Linked DNA regions of Gossypium hirsutum: region 2 is linked to region 1. The links are chromatin contacts, called in public Hi-C maps. All regions are on one chromosome and are shown on one strand. The core of a region is the stretch at or near the end of the contact, and the rest is flanking DNA. Distances in the headings are between cores, read along the strand shown.

What was found. Hi-C and Micro-C count contacts between places; a contact is called where the count stands out from the background.
Region 2: a Hi-C map of leaf shows a contact between it and region 1, with 2.3 times the contacts expected there. The contact joins the enhancer-like site here to the promoter of LOC107891105 in region 1. A contact is called at or near these places in 10 of 34 Hi-C or Micro-C datasets (anther, cotyledon, fibers and 2 more).

What each region holds. Positions count from the first base shown.
Region 1 is chrD09:45,405,629-45,409,164 of Gossypium_hirsutum_v2.1, forward strand. LOC107891105 (pentatricopeptide repeat-containing protein At3g09650, chloroplastic) reads right to left here and starts at 1,766. Exons shown (of 2, transcript XM_016815756.2): 1 at 692-1,766; 2 at 1-689. The coding sequence starts at 1,766. LOC107891103 (probable LRR receptor-like serine/threonine-protein kinase At1g67720) reads right to left here. Exons shown (of 15, transcript XM_016815755.2): 14 at 3,486-3,536; 15 at 1-3,266. The coding sequence ends at 2,931.
Region 2 is chrD09:45,449,036-45,452,571 of Gossypium_hirsutum_v2.1, forward strand. No RefSeq gene overlaps it. Among protein-coding and RNA genes, the nearest start is that of LOC107891084, 8.3 kb to the right of the region's middle. Within about 2 kb of position 1,981, at least 5 of the 9 cell types and tissues checked have an H3K27ac peak or open chromatin away from gene starts, as enhancers often do. A contact at or near this core is called in cotyledon and leaf, where this site is marked.

The DNA.
Region 1 (3,536 bases), core at 516-3,015:
TTCTTCAACCAGTCCCAATCTACAATATCCCTCCACCAACATATTCCAAGCAACCAAATCAACTTTTACCCGTGGATCTCTAAGCATCTCATCGAAAACCTTGTTAGCTAACTTTGGTTGACCTGACAAAGCAAAAGCTTTCATCAATGTAGTGTAACTGATCTTCGTGGGAGTGATTCCTTGCTCTCGCATCTTATTGAAGAACACAAGTGCTCCAGCACTGTCGTCGATCAATATGCACCCATCAATCAATATATTATATGAAACCACATCAGGCTTAATCCCTGCATCATCAGCCATCTCCCTTAGCAGCTCCTTTGCCTTGTCTATTTGCAACTGCTGGCAGTAACCCTTGAGAAGAATATTGTAAGTAATCCGATTCGCAGGCACACGAATTCTTGTCATTTCAGCTAGCACTTCTCGCGCTCTATCCATCAATCCAGCCTTAACAAATGCAGAAACAACTGTTGTGTATGTAACATGGTCAGGATGACTAGCCTTATCATCTTGATGCCTCATCGCCTCTAAAGTTCTCACCGTGTCAGTAACTCTACCTGCCTTCATATAACCTTTCATTAGTGTCGTATAAATCCTAGAATTCGGAGCATACACTTTCGGCAATAAAAGCGGTTCGCTGCTCGGCTCAATCAAATTAGGGAGCAACTTCTCAAATACTACATCATCTATCTTTTTTTACTCAAATCTTCCATATCTTCCTCCTTTTCATCCTCCAGGTCGTAGTCGTCATAGTCATCATCTTCCTTGGCTTGTTTTAAATCTTCCAAATTTGCATCTCGGAGAATCTTACAAAGATCATTCCTTCCTTCCCTCATAGCTTGAACAATTTTCTCAGCCGTTTCAAGATCATCAAATCCAACATAAGCAGCAACGAGGGAATGCAGAGTAGTCATACAAAAACGTATTCCTCTCTCAATAATCCTCTCCAGCACAAACACAAGCAAATCTTTCCTATCAGCTCTAGCACACAACTTTATCATGACATTATAAGTTAAAACATCAGGTTCGCAGCCCCATTCATGCATTTCATCGAACAGTTTCAAAAACTTACTTTTGTCCCCCAAATTAGCACAAGCGTTAAGCACAGCATTATAGGCAGCCGTGTCAGGTTTGGAATCAGCAACAATTGAAGGATCCGCGAAACGCCTAACGCGGCGAGTCACGGAGTCAAAAAGGCTTATCGACTCAGAGGGTGACTCGGTAGAGAGCCGCGAAACGACAGCGCTCCATGCTTTGACGTGGGGCAGGTAACCAGAGCGAAGCATGGACTTGATGAGCGAAGAGGCATAAAGGGTATGGCCGGATTTCGCGGAGGCCGATGCGAGGAGGCCGAGGGAGTTGGCGTCGAGACGGTGCAGCTGGCGTTCATTGCGAAGGCGGGTGATGATAGTACGAGCGCGTGCGAGAGATTGAGGAGTGGCTTGGTAAGAGAGTTGAGCAACTAAGCGGCTTAAGCAAGTAGGGGTGGGGAGGTGAGGGGATTGAGAGTAAAGGGTCCAAGCTTGTTCGGTTTTCCTTTGGCGGAGGAGTGAAAGAAGTGTCTGATCATCGTTGGTCTTTTTATCACTAGGGAGAGATAAATCGGTAGCGGTGGGTTGAGCTCGCAAAGAAAAGGGACGCGCGGGCTTAGAGGAAGTAGTGGAGGTGGAGGGTGAAGGCGGTAGAGGAAGGAGAGAGAGCCAGGGGAGAGCGGAGGGAAATGAGGAGGAAGAAGAACAAGGGGAAGGAGAAGCAATATTCATAGACATGGCTGGTCCATTTGGGGGGGGGGTGGGAAGGGACAAGGTAAACAAGTATTAGAAGGATGTGGTTGAGGAAGAAGAAAGGTATGGTTTGAATGGAGAAGGGAAGTACTACGTCGACTGGATTATGTCCTTTTTTCTTTATCCACACCTCGCTGCTCCTTCACACTCAAACTCTATTTCTTCCTTCAAACTTTACACCGCTCTATCATTTCTTTTTATTCGGATATATATTAAAAACACGATCAACCCCTCTAAAAGCTATAAATACCTTATCTCATTTAGTTTTCTTAAAAAAATATGTAAATACAATCTTATTGTAATGTTTAGAACAAGTGGTTTCAAATTAAGATCGCGTGGTACATCATCTTCAAGTTCCTCTGCTCAGTATATTAATTTCGCCAGTTCCCCTTAATTATTGGTCGATGAATTTAATCTGTAGTAATGTTTAACTCAACTTCAATTTGAATGTTTTATTTATTGGTTGAGAAGAAATTTTAAATAATTTTAGAGATTATGTTTTCTTAAAAATAATAATGTTCCATTACACCTCAACGTTTTTCTTTACAATTCAACAAATAATATAATTTTTGTATTTTTTTTATCCATGTAAGATAATTGTCGAAAAACACAAATTCAAGGTACTCATCACTTAATCAACCTACAAAACACGAAAAAGAAAAATTAATCACTACACTCGCTCTAATGAATATCTTGAAAAGAAAAAATTCTTTCAGAATTTGACCACGTTTATTTCATAACCATGTTGAACATCTGTTTATCCTTTTGATGGTGCCAAAACTTTAAATCTTACATTTACCATGCATGATGAAAGCCAAATCATGCATGTCCCACGCAATCTAAGCACGACGAAAACCATGTCATATCTTTTCTTTTCCCTTTTCCGTTCACATAAAATGAACATTAATTCCATGCAAGGAAGGCAATAAAACTATACTACGCAACAACCTCAAAAATAACCAGCTCATGGTATCATCTTCCCATCTTTTTTCTTTTCTTTTCTTTTTTATCTTCCCTGGCTATTTAGGGTGGATTGCAGAAGAAATTTCCTACAGGCTAGAGCATGATTGAAGATTCTGGCAACATAACAAAGAATTTAAGAAGAGAAAACATAAGGAATTGCCTCTTTGTACATGGACAAACAACGGACTATCGTGCAACCGGCCGTGCAATGGACTCATCCAATGACAGGTAATTATCAGTTCCAATCATATCCAAGGAACCAGGGTTATACGAAGAATTGGCAGAGTTCCTAGACATTTCATCCGAGTTACCTTCTCTAACCATCATACCTTCCTTTTCAATTAGGATGGCATCTTGGATCTCCTTGAGAACTTCCGATATCGATGGCCTCATATGTCCGTGAGGTTGCACGCAATTTAAAGCTTTCTCAGCTATCTTCCACATTGATTGAATGTCATAGTCATTGCGAAGGTAAGGATCAATGATTCCTTGAATGTCCCCACTCTCGATATGCAACTTTGCCTGCAATATTATTTATTGGAAGAAATCAACAAATGAATATCTCAATTCATTTTCCAAACCATAAGCAGCAGTAGGAAAGTATATAGAGAAACAAAGTAACATTTTGAACAATGCCATTGCTTTTGTATACTATTAGTTACTGTTAAAAGTGAATTAGAGGTTCAGAAGTTATGAAAAACTATATCTTTATATGATAGTTGTGAAACTATACGAAATTACCCATTGGACAATGTTTCGGCAATTAACGCCAAAGCTTTCATTAGATATGGC
Region 2 (3,536 bases), core at 731-3,230, 44 kb after region 1:
CTGTAAATATTTTTGCATAAATTATGTTCTTTTTTCCTAATATATTGTTGTTTAATATATTATTATAGTATTCAGGTTTTCCGATTAAATTATGATCAACAAAAAGATTGAAACTTTTTTTCAAAAAAAGGGTGTCAAAAAGCAATAATGATCAATCGATTCTTCAACCTTCTATTACTAGTGGAGAAAAATCAAATATCAGATCTTCCTAAGCTCCTGAATGCGAAATCGAGTATTCTCAATCTGAAGATCTTGAACAAGATATCGAGTCTTCCCAAACTCTTGAACGAGATATCAGGTCTTCTCAAGTTCTTGAACGTCCTTGTAAGGTGTTGAGAGTCGAAACAAACGAGTTTGATGCTTCTTCTTTAAAGCGTGATCTAGGGCTTCAAAAATCTATTTGAGATTACCCGAGATTACCCTCTAGGTCGAGAGAAAGCCAGAAAAAGAGAAATTTCAAAAGGTTTTATCATTGATGAGTTTAATTTTATCGAAAAACAAAGGGTGCAATTTAGGATGCCTAGTATTGAGAAATAGGACTAAGGCTAAGTTTTTTTAAATTTAATTTTTGGAATTATAATGATACTATGAAATTTTTAGTATATTATTAGTTATTCTTTTTTGCAAATTGGAAAGAAATATTTAATTTTATATAGTGTGATTTTTTTCTTTTAATTTTTTATAGTTAAATTGTTCATACTTTTTAAAAAACATTAAATTGATTTGTTTGATGAGAAAAAAAATATCCAAGAAGAATTGATACTTTTTTACGTTAAAAAAGGTCGTTCAAAAATTTCACCTCCCTTAGAGTAAAATCTGGATACTTCTATATTAGGAGTTTGATTACATTTTGTTTCTACTAAAAAAAGGAGTAAATTAATTTTTATACGTTAGATAAAGCAGTAAACCGATCATTCCATTAAAAATTCCATATATTTCTACCGTTAAATGGGTATGTGATTGATGGAGCAAATAAGTAGTGACACGTGGTGTGACATGTGTATCTCATGTCATATCAACATGATGGAGCAAATAATTGTTTAAATATTTTGAATTTGTAGTTTGGTGAGAGTTATTTTAATTTTGGCTATTTATTTTAAATACTTTTTATTATTTTTAATAAATTTAATTTTTTAATAATTTTTTATATTGTTTAATAATTATTTAAAAAACCACATCTATGATGATTTTGAACAAACAATTGTCTAGGTGCTTTTTCAAATAACTATTAAAATTTTTATTTAATTTTAGGATTTTTCATTTTTTAAATATTTGATGATACAACCAAATGCTACATAAGCAAGATACACATGTGTAACGGTTTACTTCCTCTATCAATCATGTTGTCATTTAATGGTAGAAATGGATGTCATTTTTAATGAAAGGACCAACTTGTTTTTTTTATTTAATGTACAGAGGTTAAAAAGACAAAATACAATCTAACTCCTAATATAAAGAACAAAATACAATCTAACTCTTAATATAAAGACACATAATAGCCACTAACTTATCAAATTGTTACACTTTAAAAAAAATGGAAGTTAACAGTCGAGTGACAAAAATGTAACAATTTGATAACGTTAGTGACTATTATATAACTTTTAAAAATTTAGTGATCAAAATATAATTTTAAACAAAGTTTAGGGCCAGTTGACGTAGTTTACCCATAAATAAAAGATAAGAGTGAGAAGATAGTAATTAACTTATTAAAGAAAAGAAGAAAATAATAAATAATGGAAGGAATGTTTTAGTTTAAATTGGTATATTTAATGCGAGTGAAAGATAAGGGACAGTCTGCCTCCCTGGTGTAATAGTTCCAGGTTTCTTCAGCTCTACTGTTTAATAACAGCTATATTTAATATTTCTACATTTACTTTTGGCACCCAACTTTATTATTTAATGTAATATATGTATATTAAATCCTCCCAACTACTCTTTCCATGAAAGCTACGCCAGGCTTTTTCATGCTGCTCATAATTCAGGCTAACTATCCCCAGTTTTACACGTGCCTATCGTTCAGCACAAAATTGAATACCAGTAAAATAGTATCATCTATATATGCGACATTTCGCTTCAAACAAGCATTTTTCGGAGAATATGAATAGTGGAGGTTAAAATAACATAAAAGTCGGCAACACTACTAATCAAGCTAAGTTTATAGGATCTCAAATACTCAGCTTGAGTTCCATTTAATCAATAGCTTTGTTAGAAAAAGGATCCTCAACCAGCCAACTACTTACTGGACATATTCGATGAATACTCAGATGAAATCCCTCTTCTCACTCCCAATGCTCTCAGCCTTGCTATTAGCTTTAGGCTATGTTCCTTCCTTACTTCAATTACACCCTTTATTGACTTAAACATTGAAAACGTTTTGAAACATAAGTTTTCATATCCCTAATTCACTATGATCTTACAACTTCAAACCTCAAAACCCAATTCATCTACCTCAAGAGTTATATCTTCAAACCTCCCCCATCATTAGAAAAGACATCAACATGGTAGACTAACTTGTAAACTATTTAAACACCAATCAATTTTCAATTTCTCATTCAATACTTTCATATCATGCCAACAAACTTGCATGAAATACAAAGGTTTTGGTATTTTAGTTTCCTAATCACAAATAGGAGCTCGATTTTCAGATTAATCCGACATTAGTTCCCCCTCGTATGTGCTTAGCGACTTATACCATTCGTTTTGTTTAAAATATACATTATATTATATTTAGAAAGAGGGATGTGTATATAGGTAAGTAGAGGAAGAAGATGGATTAACCCCAGCAAACATGGTGATGATAAGAGCACAATAATTGGTTCACAAGGGACCAAACCTGAGTCGCATCACATTTGCTTTTTGCCCATTGTCACTGTCCTGCCTTGCTCTTTTTTTGTTTGTTTGCTTTGCTTACCTAAATGAATATTCTTTGAAGGGTTGATTTTCGTAGTTTGAAGGGTTTAGATTAGAATACAAACGATGCTCGCCCCAAAGGCTTAATATTTTAAGGAGGCAGCCCAAGTTTTGGTTCAATCACAATTTCTTAATGGTTCCATTCCACATGTTAGAGGTTCCACAATCTTATGATTTAAAACCTCTGAGTTATCTAAAATGGAAAGAGATAATAATTTAATTAAATCATTGAAAAAGTAAAATTTTAATATTTAATATTTTAGATGGGTTTGATAATTATATTAATATTTTGTTTAAATATAACTTTTTCTATAAATAAATGTTGAATAAGATAAGTAGATCCATAGCTACTAATCACTTAATAATGAAAATTAAGTTGATTTTATTTTATGTTTTTAAAAAATATTTAAAATAGTTTTTTTAATATTTATAACAGAGACATTCAAGTTATAATATTTTTTATTTTTTTCAAAATTATCCAAAATAAATTATTATATTGGTAATATTAAAATAAAAAATAAATATTTATCAGACAACATAATGATATACTTAATTTCTTACTAATATGAAAGTAAACTATGTTTAAACTCTATTGAGGAGTAAAAGTTGGTACCTAAGCATTTTAT